Regions from separate parts of the Mus musculus genome. Here regions 1 and 2 are each linked to region 3. A link is a contact called in public Hi-C data. All regions are on one chromosome and are shown on one strand. Each heading gives the region's core, a stretch centred on a gene start, on an enhancer-like site or on the middle of the called end of the contact. The rest is flanking DNA. Distances are from core to core; before and after follow the strand shown.

What was found. A called contact is a pair of places that touch in the nucleus more often than the background predicts.
Region 1: a Hi-C map of natural killer cells shows a contact between it and region 3, with 4 times the contacts expected there. The contact joins the promoter of Osbpl11 here to the promoter of Rubcn in region 3. A contact is called at or near these places in 7 of 39 promoter capture datasets (the 3T3-L1 cell line, 3T3-L1-derived adipocytes, the C10 cell line and 3 more), 6 of 484 Hi-C or Micro-C datasets (B cells, CD4 T cells, LSK cells and 3 more), 4 of 115 datasets of contacts at active chromatin or transcription factors (effector CD8 T cells, extraembryonic endoderm stem cells, large pre-B cells and 1 more) and 2 of 9 other capture datasets (adipose tissue and liver).
Region 2: a contact with region 3 is called in a Hi-C map of pre-B cells, with 3 times the contacts expected there. The contact joins the enhancer-like site here to the promoter of Rubcn in region 3. A contact is called at or near these places in 3 of 39 promoter capture datasets (hippocampal neurons, neural stem cells and pre-B cells), 3 of 484 Hi-C or Micro-C datasets (embryonic stem cells and pre-B cells) and 1 of 115 datasets of contacts at active chromatin or transcription factors (bone marrow-derived macrophages).

Annotation. Positions count from the first base shown.
Region 1 is chr16:33,182,884-33,186,474 of GRCm38.p6, reverse strand. It overlaps Osbpl11 (oxysterol binding protein-like 11), which reads right to left and starts at 1,404. Exons shown (of 13, transcript NM_176840.3): 1 at 475-1,404. The coding sequence starts at 671.
Region 2 is chr16:32,514,332-32,517,929 of GRCm38.p6, reverse strand. No RefSeq gene overlaps it. Among named protein-coding and RNA genes, the nearest start is that of Zdhhc19, 20 kb to the right of the region's middle. Within about 2 kb of position 1,434, at least 224 of the 459 cell types and tissues checked have an H3K27ac peak or open chromatin away from gene starts, as enhancers often do. A contact at or near this core is called in embryonic stem cells, hippocampal neurons, neural stem cells and 1 more, where this site is marked.
Region 3 is chr16:32,866,568-32,870,045 of GRCm38.p6, reverse strand. Rubcn (RUN domain and cysteine-rich domain containing, Beclin 1-interacting protein) reads left to right here and starts at 1,680. Exons shown (of 19, transcript NM_172615.4): 1 at 1,680-1,953. The coding sequence starts at 1,886.

The DNA of each region.
Region 1 (3,591 bases), core at 155-2,654, 320 kb before region 3:
TCTACTGCTTATCAGCCTCTGTATTTAAGTCCCTCCCCTTCTCTAAGTCACAAGCAACCAAAGGATAAGATCTTCTCTGACTCTTGTTACTCGAATCATTCCACAAGTTTTGAAGACCAGCATTTGCCTCTCAAAGCGCTGAGTTCCACAGTTTCTGCTCTAAGAGACGTTCAGGCTTGCTTGTAAACAGATTACAACAGAGGCAAAAACCAGAAGTGAGTGTAGAGATAAATCAGAGGAAGAATAAGCCCTTGGATAATCGAGAAAACTCTGGGGTACATTTCTGAATTCCTCAAAGGGCCTCAAAAAATTACCTGTTGAATGAATTTCTGAAGAAAGTCAATCCTGCTCACGAAAGCAGGGTTCTATCTCCAAGTCAGATCATCAGCCGCTTTGGAATTGGCCTTCCAACTGGGATATGCAGACCCCATCACACTCCGAGCCACCCCAGAACATCACTTTGGAGGGCCATACCTGTACTGCCAGCCTTTCGCACTGCCACCGCGGCTGCTGTTGCTGCTGCTACTGCTGATGGCACCCCCACAGCTGCTGTTGCCGCTGTTCTTGTTCGGGGTCACTGCTGTGGCCAAGCCCTCCAGCTTCCCTTCACTCTCGGAGACTTTCATCACCGATGCCGGCTCACCTCCCTGCATCTTAACTCCAAAGTTCATCTGCCCTTCTCGGGCGAGGGACACCAAGTGCAGAGTTATTTTGTAAGTACTTTTCCCCCTTTCTCTCTCTCGTTTTTTTACTCTCAACGGGATCTCAGACCTCGGCTAGAGTGGAAATCGACAGTGGTCCAGAAAAAGAGGACACGCATTTCCACTTTGGTTAAAAGTTTTAAAGAGCACGGGTACCCTTCAGATAGATGCCTCTCCCGAGCAAGAACAAGGAGGACAAATCACCCCGCCAGAGGGCTCGGTGCCACACTCCGAGGAGCAGCCGGGCGGCGCGGGCGAGGTCGCGGATCCTCTGCCTGGGAACGCGGGGCAAGGACGGGGTCCACGGCCCGGGAGCCCCGGAGCCCACGGCCTGACCTCAGGACTCGGGGGTCGGGCCAGCCGCGCCGCTTCTTCTCCTCAGCCGGGTCCTCGGGAGAAAGGGCCCTGTCCAGCCAGCTCCGCGGTTCCCACCGCAGCCCCGAACTGAGCCGGAGCGGTCGCGCGAAGCCCGCGGAGGGTCGGGCAGACGCCGCCGGGCAGGACGCGGGCTCCGAGGCCGCTGAGCTTGGGCCGGAGGCGAGGGGTTCACCGTGGCCTCCTCCGAGAGCGCTAGCCCTGGAGCCCCACGGAGTTCACAGGAGCCGACCGCTCCCTGGAGCTTCCTTAGCCCTAAACGTAAAAGCCAGAGCCAGGGCCCGGGCCGCCGCCCCACCCACAGCCGGTCACCCACCCGCCTGCTAGCTCTCCCCGCCTTCCTTTCCGGTGTCGTGTGAGCTCATTTCCGCTAGCATTGAAGCGGCGGCGCCATCTTTGATTGGGGCAGACGATCCCGAAAGGAGGCGGTGACCGGAGCCTCAAGGGAGAGAAGGAGCTGAAAGAAGCAGTGGGGAAAGAGGCAGCAGGCGGGAGGGAGGGAGAAAAAGGGAATGAAACGGTCTTGCTAAACAGGTCCTATACTCTCTTGGGGAGCCCCATTCCTTGCCTTTTAAGGGAACCTAAAAAAATAAGAATTTACAGAACAAAGTGGGGAAAAATAACTGATCAGTCATTTTTGAGCAACAAAAAACCCAACATGATATTGGACTAAGGTAAATCGTCTTAAAGAAAAGGAAATTGTCTTGGAAATTAGAGCTCTTGGTGATGCTGGAGAAACTTGAAGTAGATTGATATAAAAAGGATTTACTAATAAGCTTACTTAAAAAGGACCAATAACACTGGAAGAAAAGTAGTTTATTGCCACGTTTGTTACAAACTGTAAGAAAGAAAACTTTTACCATAATTGAAGTTTGGGGTCTCTGAAGAAGTTTCTCTTACTGTTTATCCCCTCAGCTTGACCTCCAGTTAGGCTCCACTCCCACAGCAAAAGGAGACAACCTGCCATTATACCCATCAAAGAGCATTCCTAAAACAAGACACAGGGGCAATGCAGGACCACAACCATCTGCAAGGCCCAGCCTGCCATTAACTCTTTGTCTAGGCACAGGGAAAGTTTACCTCTACCAGGTGGGCATGATTAACCTGGGTAACAACTACTTGAAAGAACCACACTGGTGTACTTAAGAAATAATCCTTAGCCGGGTGTGGTGACACACGTCTTTAATCCCAGCACTTGGGAGGCAGAGGCAGGCGGATTTCTGAGTTCGAGGCCAGCCTGGTCTACAGAGTGAGTTCCAGGACAGCCAGGGCTACACAGAGAAACCCTGTCTCGGAAAAAAAAAAAAGAAATAATCCTTGTCTTAGGGTTCTCTGGAGTCATAGAACATATGGAGTGTCTCTATATAGTAAGGGAATTTATTGTAATGACTTACAGTCTGTAGTCCAACTAACCCAACAATGGGCAGCTGTGAGTGGGAAGTCAGGCCTGTGAGGCTAGTATAAGCTGGTCTTCTGTGGAAATAGATTCCAACAGACTTGCTAGCAAGTAAGTACAATCAGTTGAAGAAGAGTGAACCTTCTTTCTTCAAGGTCCTGATGTAGGCCTCCAGTAGAAGATGTGGCTTAGATTAAAGGCGTGTGCCACCATACCTGAACCTAAAACTTGCTTTGTCCCAGGCTGACTTTGAACTCAAAGATTTGCTTACCTCAGTCTCCTAGAATTAAAGGTGTGTGTACCTTGCCTGGGCCTAAGATTTTCATGGCCACTATGGCTCAAGATCTCCATGTCAAGATCCAGGTCAAAAACCTGTCTTCCAGCCTCAAGATCTGGATCACAGGTGTGCCCTCCATTTCTGAATTGTAGTTCATTCCAGAGGTAGTCAAGTTGACAACCAGGAGTAGCCATGACAATCCTGATGATAACTTTGCTGTGCAACTGTCCCATTTGCCCAGAGTTGCAGTCTCCTATTTCCTCTTAAATTGTTCAAAGTGTGACCTGAAAAGGATTTAAGGATGATGGCCTCTGTGGAATGCAGAGGCCTATGGTATATCTCAGTTAGCAGAGGAGTCTTCTATTCAAGGCTATCTCCTCTTTAGCAGGAGGCAGAGTTGGATTATTACTAAAGAACATTGCTCTTGGTCTCATATAGTGTCAAGTGAACCACATGGAGTTCTCTGTCTACCTAGTCCTGGGTCTGGTGGTTATGGTGAGTGAATGCTATCACTGGGTTCTGGTTATCAGCCTTGGGTGTAGGGGAATTCTTGTCTAAAAGGCATGTTTTACTATGTTCATCTGGACAACATGGAAGTAACCCCTACAACTGAGAATATAAATAAATACATACATACATACATACATACATAAATGGATTTGGGGAATGAAACAGATAATCGGTGAAATGTGGTGGAGAACCTGACTTAGAGAAGGAAAACGTGTATAAAGGGATGTCTCACAAGATAACTTTTAAAATGAGAGGATGAGAGACAAGGATGCTAAGGGAAGAACTGTGTTAGGAGAGAGAGCTCCCACATGATGGAGTCCTGAAGGAAAACC
Region 2 (3,598 bases), core at 185-2,684, 350 kb after region 3:
GTAAGAAAGTTACGAAAGCCAGGTATAGCGGCTCACACTTGTAATTCCAACCTGTGTCATGGGCTGAGACACCAGGATTTCTGTGAGTTCCAGGCCATCGCCATCTACAATGAAATGCTGTCTCTAAATAAATAAATAAATAAATAAATAAAAGACAGCTACCTGATATAATTTGAATATTCTTTTTTCTTCTTCTGGTTTTTTTGAGACAGAGTTTCTCTGTGTAATAACCCTGGATGTCCTGGACTTGCTCTGTAGATCAGGCTGGCCTCAAACCCACAGAGATTTACCTGCCTCTGCCTCCTGATTAAAGGCGTGCGCCATAATACCCAAGGATGACTTGAATACTCTAAGGATGGAGGCCGGGCACAACTTTCAATTTTCGTGTATTCCATGCTGCAGTCAGAGCACATTTCCCCAGGGCATGTGCTGTATTTAGGTGCTTGGGGTACTCCACACAGTGACTCAGGGGTTCTTTCCTTTGCAGTCCCTCCTCCCTCCTCCTCCTCCTCTTCTTCTTCTTTCTCTCTCTCTCTCTCTCTTCTCTCTTTCTCTCTCTGTCTCTGTCTCCAGGACCTCATTTGTGCTAGGCAAGCCCTCTAACCTGAAAACAAGACCACGATACATGTGAACAAGGAGAGGAAACTTACAGAAATGATAAGAAATTTCTTGCAGGATGGTGGTGGTACACACCTTTAATCCCAGCACTCAGGAGGCAGAGGCAGGTGGATCTCTGTGAGTTTAAGGCTAGTCTGCTCTACAGAGGGAGCTAGGACAGCCAGGGTTACCCAGAGAAACCCTGTCTTAAAACAAACAGACAGACAAAACCAAAACAAACACAACAACAACAAAAGAAAAAAGAAGAAAGACTCATGTTTTTCTTGAGTGTTTAACTGACAACCTAAAGTCAGATGGAAGAACAGACATAATTTCTTCTGCTTGGGGAATTAAGGAAATATAAAGGGGGCAGAAGTGAAGTGTAGGCTGAGGGAAAGGGGTGAACTCAGTTGACCAAGTAGGAAACAGCAGCAGGTGGCTGGGGTCGAGTCAGAGAGAGGGCGCGGGGATGGGGACTTGGGGTGGGGCACACACAACGGTTTATGTCCTATCCACTGAGGAGGTCGCTTAAACCCGAGTTACAGCCGGAACTGAAAGATCACAGAAGGTTCTGGATCTGTCTGAGGAGGAGGGCATGGGGGCTGGCAGGACGGAGGCCTGAGAACAAAGAGAGTCAATTCTGCTGGCGCATTTTCCTCAGGGGAGAAGCAGGCTTCCCATGAACTCGATCTGAAATGGGTTTAAACTCCTGCCATCACAGGGTAGTGTAGACAGGGATGGGGATTAAGATGCAGCTGTGATTGGCAGGTGGAAGACACACCCCACCCCACCCCACCCCGCTCCTCAGCCTTGGGGAGAGCCTGGCCCATCCTACTTTGAGGCAGAGGGAGCGGCTTCCGCCCTGAGCCAGTGTTCTAAGGACTGAGCCTCCCGTGCTACAACCTCCTTGTAATATGCGATCATTGTCACCCACCCAGGGAGCTGTGGGGACCTGGTATAAGGAGGGACCTGCGACACACATGCCGCTGTGTCCTGCCATTATACAAGCCTATTTGGTCCCCTCCTTTCCCTATTGAAGCTTCAGGGCTGGAGTGGCTGTCCAGGCAACCGCTCTGCCTGAAGCCTCTTTGTTCCTGAGGTTGCAGCTGCCTGGCAGTGTAGGCGGTGTAAGCAGCTTTTCGTGATTCAGACCCAGGCAAAGAGAAAAAAAAAAAAATCTAATTTGAGATCAGAGCCCACAGCTGAGGGGGAGGGAGTGTGGGGGCTGCTTCCTCCCGGGTTGGGAGAGGGGCCCAGGCTGTGTTGAGGGCTTAGGTGGCTGGGCCTGCACAGGGGTGGGCAGCAACAGCTGTGCCAATAAAACTGCCCATAAGCATCTGGTCCCGATTATTTTCAGGTAATATCTGAGCTGTTCTGTGTGTGGAAGAAGAACATTTTTCATAGTCACCCGGCAAGGCAGAGGGAAAGCTAGCCTGAAAATCAGGTGTCCTGACACCCCCTGACCACAGCTAGAATCAATCCCCTTACATAGGAAACTCCTGACACCATATTTGATCAATTTGCTTCCAGTTTTTAAAATAATTTTATTTACTTATTTAGTGTACATCCGTGATCTTCCTACTTTTGTGAGAGAGGGTGTCAGATCGCCTGGAACTGGAGTTACAGTTGTGTGCTGCCATGTGGGTGCTGAGAATTGAACCTGGTCCTTCGGAAGAGCAGCCAGTGCTCTTAACTGCTGAGCCATCTCTCCAGTCCCCTCCAGTCTTCTAAAAATCAGCATGTAATTTTTTTTTTTTACTTAAAAGGTTTATTTTTTTTTTTATGTATATGGCTATCTGTCTGTGTATGTGTGTGTGTGTATTTATGTGTGCACCACAGGTGTGCCTGGTGCCTGCAGAGATCAGAAGAGGCCACCTGACCTCTGGAAACTGGAGTTATAGATGGTTATGAGCCAACATGTAAGTGCTGGGACCAAACCTAGGTCCCCTGCTAGAGCAGCCGGGTGCTCTTAACCACCGAGCCTTCTCTGTGGCCCCTACACACGTAACTTCATAATAGCATTTGATCATACTATAAATAAGTGCATTCTTTTTTAAAACTTCCCTTTGTCCTTGTCTCCTGGACACACCATGGCCGCTCAGTGTTTGCTGCGTGAATGAGAAATGGACTCTTCTTCCCACTGTTCGGTTCAGGCCCCAGGTTGTTTTGTTTTTAACATCTTTACTTGAGGAGACAATATACTTGTTACTATTTAGTGTGTGCGTGTGTGTGTGTGTGTGTGTGTGTGTGTGTGAAATGGAGTGTGTATTAGTGTGAGTGTGTCTTCATGGTATATGTGTGGTGTGTCTATGTAGCATGTTTGTATGAGTATGTGTGGGTCTGTGTGGTATGTATGTAAGTGTGTGTGTGTCTATGTGATATGTGTGTGGTGTGTGTGTGTGTTCTGTGTGGAGTGTGTACATGTGTGTGTTCTGTGTGTGTGTATGTATGTGTGACTTGTGTGTATATGTTGTGTGTGTATTTGTGTGGTGTGTGTGAGCATTTATATGTGTATGTGTCTGTGTGATTTGTGTGTGTATGGTATATGTGTCTGGTGTGTGTATGTGTCTGTGTGATTTGTGTATATGTGGTATATATGTGAATGTGTCTCAGTGAGTGTGTCTGTGTACATGAGTGTATGTCTCTATGTGTGTCTGTTTGTGTGTGTCTGTATGTGTGTTTGTGCGTGAGTATGTGTATGTGTCTGTGTGATTGGTGTGTGTGTGTGGTGTGTGTGTATGTGTCTGTGTGATTTGTGTGTGTGTATGTGTCTGTGTGACTTGTGTGTGTGTGGTATATGTGTGAATGTGTCTCTGTGTGTGTCTCTGTGTATGAGTATACGTCTGTTTGTGTGTGCCTGTGTGTGTGGTATATGTGTGAATGTGTGTGTGTGAGTGTATGTCTGTGTGTGTGCCAGTGCACATGTGCCACAGAGCACTCACAGGACAACTTTGGGGAGTTGGTTCTCTCTCTGCCTTGTTGAGTCAGAGTCTCTCATTTC
Region 3 (3,478 bases), core at 431-2,930:
AGCTTTCCTTGGTCTGAACAATAGTCTGGCAGAATTTAGAAGTGTAGTTAATTATACCTTTAGGGGCAGATTCTAGCTTTTTTTGGGAAACAAAGCAATACTGTATTAGCTGGCAACCAAAAGTCCCAGTGTTCATTTGACAACACTCAGTTACAGCTAAGGTGAGACTCCCTTCTTGGAAAAAGACTGAAACAGTCCAGCTCAGAATTTCTGCCATTCTCTCCTTTCTTTCTTTTCTTTTCTTTTTTCAAATAAAGATTTAATGTATGAGTACACTGTTGCTGTCTTCAAACACACCAGAAAAGGGCATCTGATCCCATTACAGATGGTTGTGAGCCACCCATGTGGTTGCTGGGAATTGAACTCAGGACTTTCAGAAGAGCAGTCAGTGCTCTTAACCACTGAGCCATCTCTCCAGCCCCATTCTCTCTTGTTTCTTGCAGCTGATTTGTCTTACTCTTGACTATCATGCACAGACTAGTCTAGGGATCACCAGTCTATCTACTTCGCTCTTACCTCTAATGAGATACCTACTCTATCTCCTTTCCACATTGTAAACTTAGCTTTGTAAGCACATTTGCCATACCCTCTCATTTGATAAAACTCACTGTTCTATGGCTGATTCCAACTCCTTAACATGTCATTTCATAACCTGGTCTTGCTTGCATGAGAATGCCCACATCATTGTGTCCCACTCCTTTGCTTTAAAAAAACTTTATATATGTGTATATATACTGGGTGTGTATACACATTTAGTGCATGCATGCATGTACATTCATGGGGAGAGAATAACTCTCAGGAGTTGGTTCTCTCCTTCCACCATGGAGGTCTGGGGTTTGACCTCTGGTGGTTAGTTTCGGTAGCAAGCTTCTTTACTTACTGAACCATCTTGCCCTTTCTCAGTTTTGATTACTAAGAAGCAACGATTTTCAAAACTGCTATTTTCTTAATACCTGTGAGAGCTGTTTTGTCCATCTTCCTGCCTCTCCTCCCCTCCTTGTTAAACTCTTATCCTAGAAACTGCTCTGCATGGCTTTGGTGGTGTATGCTTATAATCTCAGCATTCTGGAGGCTGAGGGTCTTGACTTTGAGCCCAACCTGTGCTACAGTACCAAAACAGGGTGGAGAATTGACTCAAGGGTTAACTATCTGTTCTTGTAGAGGGTCCCTGTTCCGGTGCCTTCACGGGCACCTTACAAGCATGTGATGCACATACACTCAGGCACACGCATATACATTTAAGAATATTTAGAAAAAGAAAACAGTAACCTGTACCCCGACATCACTCCTGCAAGAGACCTTCCCTCAAAGTCTTCCTAGCCTTTCTACTGCCCTTTTCTGGTTCAGTTTGTGATCTCTTGGTGTAAATGCTTGGAGTCTTCCAACACCAAGAAGTATTAAATCAGGAATGGACTGAAGTGAAGTTAATCGAGTTAGGATTATATCAGTTTTATTGTCTATTTTAACCTCCGACAGAGTCTGATTTCCTGAGTAAAGTGTGACAGGAGTTCGCCCTCGAATTCCTGACTGTCGTTAGTTACATGGAGCTTTTAATCAAGGTTCCCTGCCCAGGGAAACTCGCCTAGCACATCACGTGTACCCAGGTTAGGGGAGCCTGGGATTGGATGGGGCAGTGCATGCCGGGAGAAGGATGGCCTTCGAAGGGCTTTTTGGGAATTGTAGTTCTTGGAGCCGGAAGTGGGGGTGGCAGGGGTAGAGCGGCAGCTGAGGCAGCAGTCCTTGACTCTGTCGCTGTCAGGGTGTAGTGCATGGTTCTAAGCTCACCAGCCATGGTGCCTCCCCTCTCTTGAGGGTGCTCCGGGTACCCTGGCGGTCGAAGCGGCCTGGAGCCTCTCTCTGGCCCCGAGACGGCCTTATAGTCCGGATGCGTCCGGAGGGCGCGGGAATGGATCTTGGCGGCGGCGATGGGGAGCGTCTGCTAGAGAAGAGCAGGTGGGCTGGGAGCGGCTGGCAGTCGGGGCTGCTTGCGTGCGCGGGAGCACAGGGAGACTTGGCTGGCATGACACGCAGTGCGGGGCGCGGCATCCTGTAGAGCTACTGTTCAAGTGACTTGTTTGGGAAGAATTTCCAAGAGGAGGGACTGGTGGGGCGTGTATAAGGACAAGGGAGGAGATGAATTTAGGGACGGTGAGCAACTGTGGGTATGATTCTTTGAGGGCCAGGGAAGACAGTGAAGAAACTAAGATACAAGACTGCCAGAGGAGAGGTGGACATTGAGAGTCTGGGAGAAAGGACTGAGGTGCTGTAGTGAGATTTTTATAGGCCAAAGTCTATAGATAAGAGCAGAAACAAGATTGGTGCCCTGCGTTAAAACTTGTGATAACCCAGACCGATTTTAAAAGGGTGCTAAGATATTCTGGGAGCTACGGTTTTAGATTACAATGGCTCAGCAAGGTTAGGAAGAGATGAATGTGGGTGAGGAGGAGAGGTAGGCCCGTGGGTTAAAAGAAACTGATTGCACTGGGTGTGGGCTCGCTGAAGGGACAGAAATCATGTGCATGTCCTTTGTCAGTGAGATGCTGCTGCCCTGAGAGGACCTCTGTTTCTTTTTTCTTCAGCCCCTTTGCTGCTTCTCCACAATGCAAACTAAATAAGCTCAAGTTTTTGTGGAATTATTGTCAGAAAACCTTAGCTTCTAGAAATAGGGGGATTATTTTCTTTTTAAATTTAAACAACTACACTTATGTGTGTGTGTGTGTGTGTGTGTCCTACTTAGGATTGCTTCATTAACAACTGGTCTTAGGTTGGGAGTGTAATTCAGGGTAGAGTGCTTGCCTAGCATGCAGGCAGCCCTGGGCTCCATCCTCAGCACCACAAGAACAACAGAAGCAGGGTCTCAACATCTTAAGAGGATGCAGGAGCAGAGGCACAGTAGAAATATGGCGTGAGGGAGTTTTTCTTGACACTTAAAATAGGTTTAGTACAATGATGGTCTCCAGAGCAGGTGAAGTCCCACGACTAGAAGCAAAATAATTTACCTTAAAATATTCCTAGGGGAGAGCTGAAAAGTGTCTGGGTGAAAATATTTCTGCTATGATATAGCCTGTGGCCTACTGAATTAGTAGAGCTTGGCGTTCTTGACCGAGGTCTATGAATGGTGCATACTAAATGAAACTAGATGTCTTACTTCTCCTTTCAACATTTTAGTTTCTGCTTTTTTATACTTGGCTATTTATTTTTCTCCAGATGTCTGTGAAGCGTTTTATGTAAATGGTACCCTGCAGCTGGTAAGCAAGCTTTAGGGCTATTTGGATTTTCCTGTACTGTTTCATGTGGAGCGGACTGGGTCAGATATTTAAGTTTGCTTGGTTTGTTTTTTCTCATTTAACTGGACCTGCATTAGTTAGTTAATTATCCATTACTTCTTTATTATACACCAGATGCTGTCTTGACAGCATTGTGAAGGTTAACTTATTGAACATCTTAACAGTTGTGTGAGGTAGCTACTATACCTATG